Regions from separate parts of the Sus scrofa genome. Here region 2 is linked to region 1. Evidence: chromatin contacts called from public Hi-C data. All regions are on one chromosome and are shown on one strand. The core of a region is the stretch at or near the end of the contact, and the rest is flanking DNA. Distances in the headings are between cores, read along the strand shown. Region 1 has its middle 33 kb from the start of ATP1B1. Region 2 overlaps LOC110260299 (a long non-coding RNA gene).

Evidence for each region. Hi-C and Micro-C count contacts between places; a contact is called where the count stands out from the background.
Region 2: a contact with region 1 is called in a Hi-C map of liver, with 5 times the contacts expected there. The contact joins two enhancer-like sites. A contact is called at or near these places in 2 of 47 Hi-C or Micro-C datasets (both in liver) and 1 of 2 datasets of contacts at active chromatin or transcription factors (alveolar macrophages).

Annotation. Positions count from the first base shown.
Region 1 is chr4:81,966,305-81,973,980 of Sscrofa11.1, forward strand. No RefSeq gene overlaps it. Among named protein-coding and RNA genes, the nearest start is that of ATP1B1, 33 kb to the left of the region's middle. Within about 2 kb of position 3,152, at least 7 of the 83 cell types and tissues checked have an H3K27ac peak or open chromatin away from gene starts, as enhancers often do. A contact at or near this core is called in liver, where this site is marked.
Region 2 is chr4:82,163,904-82,171,579 of Sscrofa11.1, forward strand. The region is part of intron 2 of LOC110260299 (a long non-coding RNA gene); the gene reads left to right. It also overlaps the pseudogene LOC106510108. Among named protein-coding and RNA genes, the nearest start is that of DPT, 120 kb to the right of the region's middle. Within about 2 kb of position 4,383, at least 5 of the 83 cell types and tissues checked have an H3K27ac peak or open chromatin away from gene starts, as enhancers often do. A contact at or near this core is called in liver, where this site is marked.

The DNA of each region.
Region 1 (7,676 bases), core at 1,902-4,401:
TTTAGGCATGATCACAGAATATTCTTGATTTGGTCTAACTCCACCATAGTCATAGAGAAGCCTGCTCTGTTCATCTGTGACACTGATTCTGTTCAACAGAAGAATACCAAGACCTGGCCATGAATGCTGGGCCAGCTCGTGGCAACGCCAAGGTTTAGCAGCAGTACCCAGCTGGCTCCAGTGTGACTCTAGGACAGCTCTTGCTGGTCCAGGATCATGCTCCCACTGCACATCCTTCGGAGTCACTGGGCCTCAGGGAGTAGCTTACACAAGGCTTCAGTACCTGAGACTTCTTTCTTCCTCTCTCCAACCATTTCTGTCTTTAATGTACATTTTTCAGTGTAGCAACATCTGTACCTGAGAGTCTAGGGAACAGATGGAGGTGACCAGCAGCTAAAATCAGATGCCTAGGGACCACTTACCCTTCTTGGTATGAGATCGGCCTTACCAGCTCTTGCTTATTCTCCTCCAGCCCAGATTTTCCACCCCTGGTTGCTGGAGTCAGCAAAGCTGGCGCAGACCAGACTCTCAGCCCCCTGCTTTTACATTGCCAAAAATATTTCTGCAACTGGAATTCAATTTGGAAAATGTTTTACAAATAGAATATCTTGGGAGAACATTTTAATTTCCCTCATCAAAGTGTGATGTGCTGTTCTTCTGGATAATAGCTCCCAATGCTTGGGAAATGGAGATCTTAGCTGATTAATCCTAGTCCTTGATTTTATCCCAGTCCCTTAATTTGGACATCTCTAAAATTAGTAAGAACATAAGAACACTTGGAGTGTACATAAATATTTAAGATCCTGACTCAGGAAACTTGTTAATTTCCTAAGCCTTTTAACTGGGGGAAAAAAAGTTCAGAGCTGGATTGTTTATGTCATTCACTTTCTGATAAATCTGTTGCCCTTTTCCAATCTCACCAGTTACTTTAAAAAATGTACCTTTGAAGAACTACTAAAATATTTAGAGGGAAATAGTATATATGTTATTACATATATTATTATATATATGAGAGCTATAGATATATGTGGGTATGTATATATGTCTGTGTATGTATATATATGTGTGTGTGTATATATATATAAGCAATAAGATATATATACACACACATGAGATATAGGTGTATGTTTGCATATATATAAGCAATGAGGTATATATATACACAGGCACATACATATATATGTCTATATCTTATATATAAATATATATCTTCATTCTCATATAACCGATCTTGTGATTGTGTTAGTGATAACAACGACTTTCCTTTGGGAATGCTTATTAAACTCATAGAATAATGAAGCCTTTGATTACACCTTGGTTTTTACATTAATTTGAAGGATACCTTGAACTTACCAACCCAACAACCAACAAGCAAACTACTTTTTTTTTTAGAAAGATGATTGAAATGAGCAAATAAAACTACTAGGTGAAGTGGAAAAATAGGTAAGATTTATTGGTTAATTTACTGTTAGTGGACGTTGGCCTCTTTCTACACTTGAGTATTAACTTTTACATGAATATATTGAGGGCAAAGTACAGGAGGCAATGTGCAATAGGATTCTGGTATAATGGAACATTAACTCTCCTGAGTCAAGAGACCTGAATTCTAGGATCACCTTAGTTGTTAAATGTTGACCTTAAAGAAAATATGCAAACAAAAATATCTAGACCTCAGTTTTTGTAAAATGAGAGGATGGTACTAGCTAATTTAGTAGGTTCTTTATAGATCAAATATTCTAGTCTTTGAAGGTATGAATGCTTTCAGTCAGTCATTTAATACAGACAGCTCACAAAGATAATAGCCCATAATTAGTGGAAGATGCCATGAAGTAAAGGTGATGCTTTGTCCATAGGTCACGTACCCCAAATGGCAGGCTTGTGCCATAAGTGTGCTGTATCTGAAACATATGTTACACTACAAGCTTTCACCTCCTTTAAAACAAATATTTGTTTAAACATTAATCTTAGCCATTATCACATACTTGCTGGCCAGAGTCATGATCTGCACATGATCTGTATCCATTATCTATAATTATGTTTTATCTATCATCTTGCTTCTCAGCCTGGCAGCTCAGGCTGGGCTCCTGGTCATAACAACACGGTGCATATCTATACTACTAAAATCATGAGCTAAAATCTTGTCATTTCCTATGTCCATGAGTTTCTTTTCTGTGGAAAGGTTCATTTATGCCGTATATTAGATTCCAGGTATAAGTGATATTATATGGTATTTGTCTTTCTCTTTCTGACTTACTTCACATAGTATGAGAGTCTCTAGTTCCATCCATGTTGCTGCAAATGGCACTATTTTGTTCTTTTTATAGCCGAGTAGTATTCCATTGTGTATATATATCACATCTTCTTAATCCAATCTTCTGTTGATAGACATTTAGGTTATTTCCATGAATTGGCTATTGTGAAGAGTGTAACTGGGTCAGTTTGCTGTACAGTAGAAAACTGACAGAACACTGTAAGCTAGCTATAATGGAAAAAATAAAAACCATTATAAAATTAAAAAAACCCTTGTCATTTCTCCATTTTCTCTTAAGGATAGAGGTGCTTTGCATGAAGATCCTAGATATTAACAGCTTAACTAGGTATTTACTAGAAATATAGACATTAAAGCAAGATTTTTTGATAAGGAAATTTTAGGTGGTTTTCATAGAATATGTTTTATTTTAAAAGCATGCCTAGGAAGTGTAATATTTCAACAATATCCTGTCTGAAAATAATTGTTTATTTTTATTGTTGTATACTACATGTTAAACAAAATAAAAATATAAGCCCACGAAATTTTTCAATAGTATAAAAAGGTTTCAGCAGAGAAGACCCTTACTGTAAGTTTGATTTGAGGACCTCAAACAAATTCTCTGACCTTCAATAGCAAGATTATAACCACAACATGTGGTAGCTAGAGACCAAGAAGGACTTTAGTAAACATCACAGGACAGAATGTCTGGCACTAAAACCTCCATTAGCACCAAAGCTTGCCTTAGGCACACAGATCTACTGCATTGACTTTGGCAATGTGTCTACCTTGTCATGCCAATAAAGTTAACAGAAGTTGAAAACTGATAACACAACCTAGTTCTCCCTGTCTCTCCTTTCACTTGGTTGTAATTTAGTTTAGCTGAATGCGTCAGAACTCTTTTCCCCTGCGCCTGTATTTTTCCTCCTCACTGGGTCAAGATCTGGGCAGCCCCATCCCCTAGGAGAGACAGGCTGCCTGAGGAAGTCACTCTCTGGGCTTCACACATCCTAAAGCACTGATGTCTGTTTAAAGAAAATTAAACTTTTGTTTACTCTGCAAAATGTATTCAATGGGGCTCTGTCTACAGACATATGTGTGCCCTATTAATCCAGTTAGGCAGAAAAAAATTAACACAACTCTAGCTAAATGGGCAGCAAGCAATAGGGCAATGTTTCAGCACCTGCTTGCGCGGCCCATTGGCAGACAACCTTCTGACCTTGTACAGTTTGGAGATCACAGGACAGATGTCCCCAGGAAAACCATGGACAGAGGAAGGAGAGAGGGGCAAGAGTGCCCAAAAGGACTAAACCTTAAGAGACAGGGAAGAGAAGGGTATGAGCTAATTTGAAACAGTAGACTGTTTGATCTGGAGGAGCACTTACATGTGTAAGTAGAACCTTCATGTGTTATAGACATGAGAGGGAAGGTACATGCATAAGGACACATGGCTAATAAGTGACAAAGCCAATTCTGAAATTCAGCTTTCTTGACTTGTCTAGCAGTCTTTTCATCACATTGCACTGTCTACTTCATTTTGGGAGAAAAGGGACTCTAATCATAGCCTGACATATTTTAAAATTTACTCATTATAAATAAATAGTTCAATGATTTTTAAAAAGATTTTTATTTTTTCCATTATAGTTGATTTACTGTCTTCTGTCAATTTCTATTGTATAACAAAGTGGCCCAGTCACACATATATATTCTTTTTCTCGCATTATCCTCTATCATGTTCCATCACAAGTGACTAGATATAGTTCCCTGTTCTATACAGCAGGATCTCATTGCTTATCCACTCCAAATGCAATAGTTTGCATCTATTAACCCCAAACTCCCAGTCCATCCCACCCCTTCGCCTTCCCCCTTGGCAATGACTTGTTTATTCTCCAAGTCCATGAATTTCTTTTCTGTGGAAAGGTTCATTTGTGTCATATATTAGATTCCGGATACAGGTGATATCATATGGTATTTGTCTTTCTCTTTCTGACTTACTTCGGTTAGTACAAGAGTCTCTATTTACATCCATGTTGCTGCAAATGACATAATTTCATTCTTTTTAAAGGCTGAGTAGTATTTAATTGTGTATATAGACCACATCTTCTTAATCCATTCATCTGTCGATGGACATTTAGGTTGTTTCCATGTCTTGGTTACTGTGAATATTGCTGCATTTATCTTTTTGAATGAAAATTTTATCTGGATATATGCCCAAGAGTGGGATTGCTGGGTCATATGATAGTTCTATATTTAGTTTTCTGAGGTACCTCAATGCTGTTTTCCATAGTGATTGTACCAATTTACATTCCCACCAACAGTGCTCACCATAAAACTCCTAGAAGAGAACCTAGGCAAAACATTCTGACATCAACCGTACAAATGTTCTCTTAGGTCAGTCACCCAAGGCAACATTTATAAAAGCAAAATTAAATCAATGGGACCTAATCAAACTGGTAAGCTCTTACACAGCAAAGGATACCATTTATAAAACCCCAAAAAAGACAATCTATGGAATGGGATAAAATAGTTTCAAATGATGCAACTGACAAGGGCTTAATCTCTAAAATGCACAAAATTTATACAACAGCAAAAAAAACCAACAACCCAATTGAAAAATGGGCAGAAGACCTGAATAGACATTTCTCCAAAGAAGATATACAGATGACCAACAGGCACATGAAGAAATGTTCAACATCACTAATTATTAGAGAAATGCATATCAAAACTACAATAAGGAACCACCTCACACTGATCAGAATGCCCAGGATTAACAAGTCAACAAATAACAAATGCTGGAGAGCACGTGGAGAAAAGGGAATCTTCAATACTTTTTAATAAATGTATACAGTTGCAACCACTACCACAATCCAGTTTTAGAGCATTTCCATCTCCCCAAATTTCCCTCGGCATTATCTTTTAAAGTTTGTTTGGTTTATTGAGATATAATTGAATACAGTGAAATGGTCAGATTTTAACTGTAACTACTGTCAACCAATTTTGATGAGTGCCTGTCAGGACACAGGATATTTCAGTCATACTAGAACATTTCCTTATGCCTCTTCCCAGTCAATTCCCTCTACACCCAAGAAGTAAATATTGATCTTATTCCCATCACTGTAGGTTCTAGACTTTCATATAATTGGAATCACATACTTTACAATTTCATTCAATATAATATTTTTGAAACATTTATATTGTTTCCTATATGAGTAGTTTGTTACTTTTTATTGGTATTTTTCTGCTGTATGATTATATCAAAGTTCATTTATTCATTCTTCTGTTGACAGACATCTAGAGTGCTTCCAATTTTGGCTATTCTTATACAAGTCTTTTTGTAGACAATTCTTTTTATTTTTCTCAGACAAATAGCTAGGAATGGAATTGCCAAGTCACAGGGCAGATGTCCATTTTAACTATTTATAAAACTGCTAAAGTGTTTCTCAAAATGGTTGTACTAATCCACCCACCTATTGGAGTTCTATTTATTGTAAATCATTTCCAATATTTGTTGTTTAAAATCTTTAAAATTTTAGATGTTCTAGTGGGTATGTGGTTGGACTTCATTGTCGTTTCACATTATCTTTAAAAACTATATCATTTTCAATAATTTGCTCACCAATCAGGTTGACTAATTTTTATGTATTCATTGGTTATTAGATTTACTCAATTCATAAATGCAAATTTCCCTGAAAACTCAGCACACATGAAATATAAAGCAAATTCAGAAAACACTAGCCCTATTTTAGGATCAGTGTTTACCTTACAAATTAGCTTTAGGTTTCAAACACATGGGCCAGTCCTGGCTTTCAGTGTTGAATTATCTATGTAAATAATGCTTTCTTTAAATTCATTTTATACTCAATAGGGAAAGGTCACAGTCTAACCTTCCTTTTTTATTTTAATTGCATTATCTAACAAATAAGGCTAAATAGACAAAGAGGGTCATTCAAGTTGTGAAACTAGTTCTAGAACCAGTACATGGTATGGAATAGATGGCTTAAACATTTTTATTGAATGACAGTATAAATGAATGAGTAAAGGATTAAGGATCTGGGATTCTTTCTGTTATATCTTCTCTTCTTCATCCTGCTCTTTCCCTGCCAGAGTTTCAGTGAAATGTATTAACAAGGTATTAGGACACAGAGTACCTGGGATTGAGAGACCTCGTAGGAAGTCAGAATTACACTATTTATCTTTATTGGATCCCTCTTCTGCCTTGTACTATTTGTATTCTGCAATTATGTGTGTGTGTGTTTTCTTTAAGCTCTCCTAAAACCTTTCTGGAAAGAGTCACAGGACAAACAAAACACAATGCACAAGAAAGAAAAAATGCCGGGCCTGGTTGGAGAGAAAGATCCACCCACAGGAGAGCTAAGAGCTCTGGCAGGTGGTCCAGATTGTAGTCACAGAAGATGTTATCAAAGCCAGCCAGAATTTTTGGGGAAGAAAGTGTGAAATCTGGGCCCTAGTAACACCTAGGATCTAGATAAAAAATATTGTTAGAAAACTAAGAAAATATGGATGAATAAAAAGAATAAAAAATAAATAGGGCTAGGTAAGATTCAAATAGATGAATGAATAATGGAAAAACACAGAGGTGAGGATATAACTTGAGCAAATGTTTGGAGTAGGAGATAAGTATAAACTGTTTAGGAGATGATTAAGCTGGAATCAAATAGAAGATGCAAATTATGGAGAAAGGCAGAGACCAGGCCTTAGAAGGGAGGTAGGACCATATTGTAAAGTAAGATAAGTAAATTTCAGCTATCTATGGAGCTGGAGCTTTTTATGTGGATAAAGAATCCTGGATATTTTTTAGGAGGAGAACAATTAGATGAAAACCAATATGTTAATAGGATTGATTTGGTCATATTTTTCATGCTGTCTTGGAAAGAGGAGAAACTGAAGTCAAAGAGATTGGTTCTATGATAACCTCTCAGAAAGCCTATTTGTTCTTCAACTATCAGTGCGCCTTTCTGTGAAATGGGGAGAATTTTATCACCTTCCTAAGATATTAATCAACTCTTTCAGATATTCTTCTTCACATTAAATACCTCAATAGCAGTTTTCTCCAAAGTTTTGCCATCTTTTAAGATGATATGCTATACTGAGTTGCAACTAAATATAAGAAATTAAATGCTTGTTACTTTCTAATTAAAAGTATATTTCACTTCACAAATGTCTTAAGTAAGGAGTCCAGGTAGTGCAGCATTGGAGCCATTTTAACTCAGCATTTCTACGGGGAAGGAGGAAGTTTATATGTTAACAAAGCACTTATATGTTCATTAGCACAGGTGATTCCAGAACTTAATTTTATAGATAAGAACACAGATATTTAAAGAGGTAAACAAGGTTGCTCAAGATCAAAAAGCTAGAAAGAGATGAAGCCAGATCATTAAAGAAAAGAGTTAAATTTACCAAAATTGAA
Region 2 (7,676 bases), core at 3,133-5,632, 200 kb after region 1:
ATGTCTTAAGAGCACAGAGTGGAGTAGGCCTTTAATGTGAGACAGGAACAAGGAGAGACAGAGAGTCAGAGACAGAGGAGAAGCACTAAGAAAAAGCCAAGATCTACTAAAGAAATGCTCACTTGGGCTGCTAGTTTTGATGGCTTCTATAACATAAATTTTACTTTCAGTTTCTTTTGGTTTTTTAGTTCTAAAGAGACGTTGGCCCTGGCCGAGCATCGAAGAAGGTAAAGACTGTCTTTGGGCCTCTGCCCCTCCTGTGATGTACATTTCCTACCATTCAAAGCTCCATTCGTGCCTACCAGGCTGCTCAACAGAGAGCAATGCCCTCATTTCCTTCCCTGGTCAGTTTAATCATTCCTTTCTCCACCCTCCAAAATTATTATAGTTATATGTAAAGTGTTGATTCTATACACTCAGTATCTCTTAATCTCACATATACAAGCTAAATTTTATTATACTAATTTTATAGATGAGAAAATTGAGACCAGTAGACAAAACTACCAATTATTGATTTCATAGGCTTTATGTATTTTTTTCACATTTTATACACCTTTGCAAATTACCATTTTATTATATCGCTTTAAAATAAGACCTGTCACTGTCGGAGTGGTTAAATAATTTTTCCAACATCTCTAAGCTGGCAAGATGAAAAGCTGGATTTTAAACTTAGATCTATTTTCTTTCAAAACCTATGCTTTTCATGAGCTTAATAATGATGAGGATTTTATTATTTTAAAATCATTTTTACTGCTATTAATTTTTATTTCATAATCTCCCCATAGAAATAATTCTATGATAGGATTCTATGATGGAATTTGTAGAGATGCAGTGCTTTAAACCTTATAAACAAATGTGGGAGTTCAGTTTGGATGCTCTCAGCTTCAAGTTAAAAAAAAAGTGGTATAGACAACAAGTAAATAACAAGATATTTATTCTCTTTCTTAAGGTAAAACCCAGAAATAGAGGAATTCCAAAGCTGGTTAATTCAGCTGTTTAGTGACATTATCGAGGAGCCAGTATCCATCCATCTACTCTGTCATCTAGAGAAATTTGGTTTGAGGTAGTACCAGATGGCTCTTTCATTGTAGGAGGCAACATACAGAATCAGAAAATGAAACTACTAAACTTGTGTTCCTTTTTAGAAGTGAGAAAAACCTTCCCATATTCTCACAAACAGATTTCCCTTGACATCTCTTTAGCCAAAATTGTGTGACATGCCTATGTCTAAACTAATCACTTTCCAAGTGCAATGGAAATACCATGTTTGACTTAAACCAGTGAAGACTTAACCTCTATGGCTTTGGTGGCCCTTGAACAAAATAAGGATTCTATTAGGAAGAAGAATAGATGCCAGTGACTAGCAGGTAGGAATCAGGAGTGATGATCACACTCAGGAACCAGAACTTAGTGGGTTAGGAAGAGGTAGAAGCATTCAAGTTCAAAAGAGAGGTCCCTGCCTTTCCCATGAGCCCAGCCCTGGCATGAAACTTGTTATAGAAATAAAGACTATCAGTGTTTGGGAAAGAATTTTCACATTGTTTTAGGGTGTTATTTTGAAATTACAAAAATTCCAAGTTGGTTGATGGAAAACCGTATGGAAACAAAAATTTAAATTCTAACTCATTAAGGATTATTTGTGTTATTGTATTGTGGACTCGTGGATTCCAAATAATTTTAGAGGCATTTAGTTTAATCTCCTAATCCCTGTTATCATGTTTGGTTTCCTTCCATAGTGCCAACACATCTGTGTCAGGGGGCTCACATTTATAGTATATTCCCTTTCTCGTTAAAAAGTTATTTCTTATTTTACACTGAAATTGCTATAATGAATATAAAGCATATCATTTGCAGAGACACAAATGTGCTGGATAGGAAAAACAGGTTTTGGAATCAGACAGATTCCAATCTAAGATTGGCATCTCAGGTTTGCCAATGACTGGTTATGAGCTTGGGGCCAGACTCTCTAGATTCAAATTCCAGATATGCTATCTACCAGCTGTGTAACCTTAGGAAAGCACGTAACTCATCCCCCACACCCTTGCTACAGTTTTCCCTGTTGCAAAATTAGTCCTCTAGTGGTATCTGCTTAAAAGGGTTAAGTGAGTCTATATATGTAATGCCTTAGTGCTGCTGGAGACAATAAATGTTGTTTAATATTAAAATTAGCTGTGGGGGGGATGGACTGGGGGTTTGGGATTGTCATACTGAGGGATATGGAATGATTGACCAACAGGAACCTGCTGTATAGATAGCACAGGTACCTCTCCCCAGTGTTCTGTGATAATCTGTGTGGGAAAAGAATCTGAAAAAGAATGGATGCATGTACATGCTTAACAGAATCATTTTGTTGTACAGCAGAAATTATCACAACATTGTAAATCAACTGTATTTCAATAAAACTTTGAAAATTGAAAAAACTTAGCTGTGAGCACTTATGAAAATAATTTGAACTCTCTAAGACTCTGTAAAATTGATATAGCCATACATACCTCTGAGATTTGTTAAAGCAATTAAATGAGACCACGAATAGAGAGAACCCAAAAAGTTAGTCCTTCTTCTCACTTCTCTTTCCCAGTTCCTGCCTGGAACTAATTAGGTGCCTTTTATTTTTTTTTATTTTTTTATTTTATTTTATTTTATTTTTTTTTGCTTTTTGCCATTTCTTGGGCTGCTCCCACGGCATGTAGAGGTTCCCAGGCTAGGGATCTAATTGGAGCTGTAGCTGCTGGCCTACGCCAGAGCCACAGCAACACAGGATCCGGATCCGAGGCGCATCTGCAACCTACACCACAGCTCACGGCAACCCCAGATCCTTAACTCACTGAGCAAGGCCAGGGATTGAACCCGCAACCTCATGATTCCTAGTCGGATTCGTTAACCACTGAGCTATGATGGGAACTCCATTAGGTGCCTTTTAAATATTGCCTGCTCCATTAGTTCCCTTTCCCCTATGAAGCTGTAGGGATGAAGTTCAGACAACTTCCCTGTGGATTCCACCTTTCTGCAGAAAGCGAGTCTGCTGTCCTCCAGGGCCAGGTCTCACTATCATTTGTATCTCTTATAAGCTTCTCAAGAGCAGCGCTAAATCTTATTCATCCTTTTACCTGCACAATTCCTGGAACAAAATCAGTGCTCAACATGTATTTACAAGTGAATTAAATTTTCTCGGTGACTTTCTGTAAGTACTGTACTCATGGTAAATGCCCAATAAGCTAGCTATAATAAAATTAGCCACTGATATCATTCTATAACTAATTCAATTGTTTGTGCAGGTAATGGGAAAGATGCCAGTGGGGAATAAAGCCCTTTCAATGTCTGCAGTATCTATTTCCTTTTCGCCCTACCAGAACTTGCGACGTTGACTTTTCCTCTCCCAAGTTGCGAATCATACCCCCAAAGACCAGCCAACACAGTGGACAGGGAGAACTAAATATCTCTAGGACCTACTTTCTGCTTTTCTTCTCACTGGCTGGGGCCATCCTTTTAATTCCTTGTGCAGATGGTGTTATTCAAATTGTATTTTAACTGGATTAACTCAAGTCAGTGTCTGATGACTGCTGCCCCAAAATGTGCTTGGCCCAAATCATTTATTTTTGCCCTTCAGATGGTAACCCGAGTGCCATAGGAAATACGGTATATGACACATTAAATCAAACTATCAGTCTGTTTAATCCCATCTTCTGTCCCTGTTGCTGACTCAAGGTAAGGATTGGAGCAGAGCTTGAGTTTCATGGCATAAATTTAAAATGGAAAAACAATCCTTTAAAACCCTTTACAGACTCACCATCATGGATTAATCTTAATGTTTCTTGGGTTTGTCAGGGAACATCATGGTCTTGTCCCTAGTTCTTGGGATCAGGTTTGTGTCCTCACTATGGTCTTGTGGATGCTGACCTACTTCCAGTGTCCGACTTAACAGACCTAAGAAGCCCATCTACACACTGGCCTACACGATAGCTGTTCTTGTCTTTGTGTGACTCCTGCCCCCAATCTTTGATACACTTGAACACTAAATAACTTTTTCAGATCCTACCTTCCTAGGAAAGAGGCACAAACATTTTTCACTCAGGACACATCTTCCTGATATAGGAAACACCTCTTTATCTAAAAAGCCAGAAATTCAGAAAGTTCACTAAATTATTCTTTAGGAACCAAGTGAAAAATCAGATGAGTTGACTTATACTTTTATTTTAACTGGGAATGGATGTCTGTACAAACAGCCTTTCTTATGACAATTTGGCAGCATGAATTCTGGTCAGGAAGAGGAGAATCATACAAATGTTTTTATTTCTCAGCCACCATCCTCACCAGCCCTCCCCTTTGCTGCCCTTTCTCTGAACCGAGGCTAGAGTTGATTGGGGCTTTGTTTTGTGCCTTGGGCAACAGTTTTGGGTCAGCTGAGGTCAGTGTTCATTTTATCTAAATCAGTTTGCCCTCCCTCAGTCTCAGTGGAAAAACTTCAACAAAAATACATTTACACATAAGACTTTGTTTTCACCAAGTTCTGAGTAGGCAAAGGAGGCCAGATCCTTATCCCTGGAGCCACTTAACCTCTTAATAATGTTTTATTAATATTTTTCAGAGACCCTCAACTTCAACATATTTAAATTGGCTCCTTTTCTTCTAATACTGACTCCAGAAGCTGTGTGGACTTTTGATATTTCCTGTAATTTTAATGTAGACATTGTATCAAATATATTGTAAGGAGGCAGTGTCACAGGCTAGAGAACATTCTATGGAGGACTGATGGTTGGGAAACTGGGTTCTAGTGCTGACTGTGCCATTAGGTGTGAACCTGGGCAAATTCCTAAACCCCAAGCTCCTCATCTGAGTAAACAGGGATTGAATAATATTTAAGCTTCCTTAGACTCCAAGAGTTAATGATTCAATTGATAGAAACTGGGTGGAAATTCAAGACCCATAAATAAATTAAAAAAGAGATACTGGATTTACTTTAGAACTCACAGATTTTATGTGGTTAGGAAGCAAGAAGTTCATCTTCTTGAGTTATGAAGACTAAGAGTGACCTTAAAGAACAATGGAGAGTGGAGTTCCCGTCATGGCGCAGTGGTTAACGAATCCAACTAGGAAACATGAGGTTTCGGGTTTGATCCCTGGCCTTGCTCAATGGGCTAAGGCTCTGGGGTTGCCGTAAGCTGTGTTGTAGGTGGCAGATGCAGCTCCGATCCCGCGTTGCTGTGAGCTCCAATTAGACCTCTAGCCTGGGAACCTCCATGTGCCACGGAGAGAGAGAGGCCCTAGAAAGGGTTAAAAGACAAAAAAAAATAGAGAATGTTTAGCACTGCTTCTGAGTTGGAAGGCCATAGAGGTTTTCTCATCAAATCCATATCTTTTATAGAGGGGGGGAACTGAGGCTTGAAGAGAAGCAGTGACTAGACTAATAGTAGCTGAAAAAAAACACGGAGGATTTTCTCTTTCAGTGTTTTTATTTATACTGCCTTGACTATGCTACTACTCAGAGGTATTCTTTATAATAAATGTAGTTAGAATTATGTTTTAAATAATTCCAGCTTTAAAAAACTCTGTTGAAAGCAAACCCGCCAAGCCATTCTTTCTCTTCCCCGTTATAATCGTAACCATAAACCCAGAGACAAGGTGGCAGGTGATAAATAGTACATATGTCCTAGGTATTTGAACAGTTCAGAGGACTCTGAAATACTACCTTATGTGAAGACACATGAATTCACCTCTTTTATCCTTTTTGTTGGTTCTACATATACCAATTACCTAGTGTATGTAAGCCTGAAAAATATTTCTTACCATAATTTTCCAAAGACTACCTTTCCCCAAGGTATCTGGAGAGCTTATGTTCAAATTTATTTTGGAAAAAAATGAATAACAAGATTGTTGGATTGAGAAGTTTATATACTACATGAAAATATACAAAAGTATAGGCTTTTGTTTTGTATGCATATCCCCACCCACCACATTTTATCTGTTCATAACATGTCTCAGACAATAAAGGACAACTTATCAAATTTTAGCTTTAGAGTTTGTCACCAAGGAAATATCTACTCTGCCAAATAATTTCTTGTGTTCCCCACTTTTGAACTTGTGACAAATTCATTTGTCACACCCATGAATTTTTCAGGCAATTAGTATCTTTAAAAAAGCAAAATTCTAGTTTTAAATTGATAGTATTAATGAAAACATTTGATGAAATACATATTTTTATAACACTAGAATAGTTTTAAATGTTTTTACATTTTCCAAGTAATCGAGTTTTATTATGAACAACTATTATACCACCCCTGATAATACAGTGGTCACCCCAGAAGAGACTGACATGCACGAGGCCATTTGCCCCTGTGTTTAGATGCAGGCATTTGTATTTTTGTGGTCTTTATACTAATGATCTGTCACCTATCAGGTCCTCCATGGATAGCATGACAATTTTTTGTAGCTCCTCACTCACCTGAGAACACATTTCTTTTGGCTTTGAAGCTAGACGACCAAATGTGTTATACCTGTGGGAAGAATGAGAGAGAGAAGAATTGAGAGAGGTTTACAGGACTTTATTGCATGGAATTTTACTTCTCAAAGATCTCTTGTATTTACTTTAGCAATAACTACATTCTGGGAGGCATTTTCCCTAGGGCTTACAACCATATATTAGTTTCCTAAATAGAACTTTGGGTCAGTTTGTTTACATTCTCCTAAATAACAAAAACTTATTTACGTCATTCTTGGATCTAGATGAGTTATGAATTATGAATGAGTGTATAAATAATGAAGTAAACAGAATTCAGCCCTACACAGCACATTCCCCTACATTTCTGGGAGGCAGCATAGCATGAATGTTGACGAGAACAAGCTTCATAGCCAGAGAAGCTTAGGTTTGAGTCCAAGTTCACCCCTTTTAGCTCTATGACTTGAATAATCCATTTAATCTCTATTACTTGTTCACTTTTTTCCTTTTTTTGGAGTAATCAAGCATTTTTATTGCTTCCAATTTGCCCTCCTAATATGGCTATTTATACTTTTTCAAAAACAAATTTTTGGCGACTCTACAGAGATTAGAATATACATCTAAGACTGATATAAATTAGTAGTTTTATTACTTTACTGAGAAGTCAAAGACCTTACTTAGCATACTTTAACAATCTTTAGCCTTTACTCCTTTATGTTACCGATGTTATGGTCCTATATGTATTATACATTTTTTTAACTTTTAATGATTTTTATTTTTTCCATTATAGATGGTTTACAGTGCTGTCAATTTTCTTTGTACAGCAAAGTGACCCAGTCTCACACACACACACACACACACACACACATACACACAAACATACATTCTTTTTCTCATATTATCCTCCATCATGCTCCATCACAAGTGGCTAGATATAGTTCCCTGTTCTATACAGCAGGATCTCATTGCTTATCCATTCCAAATGCAATAGTTTGCATCTATTAACCCCATGCTCCTGGTCCATCCCACTCCCCCCACTCCTCTTTGGCAACCACAAGTCTGTTCTCCAAGTCCATGAGTTTCTTTTCCATGGAAAGTTTCATTTGTGCCATATATTAGATTCCAGATATAAGTGATATCATATGGTCTTTCTCTTTCTGACTTACTTCACTTAGTATTATATATTTTTTAAACTCTCCAAGATGTTTATTGTTATACATGTTATATTCACCCACATATTTCC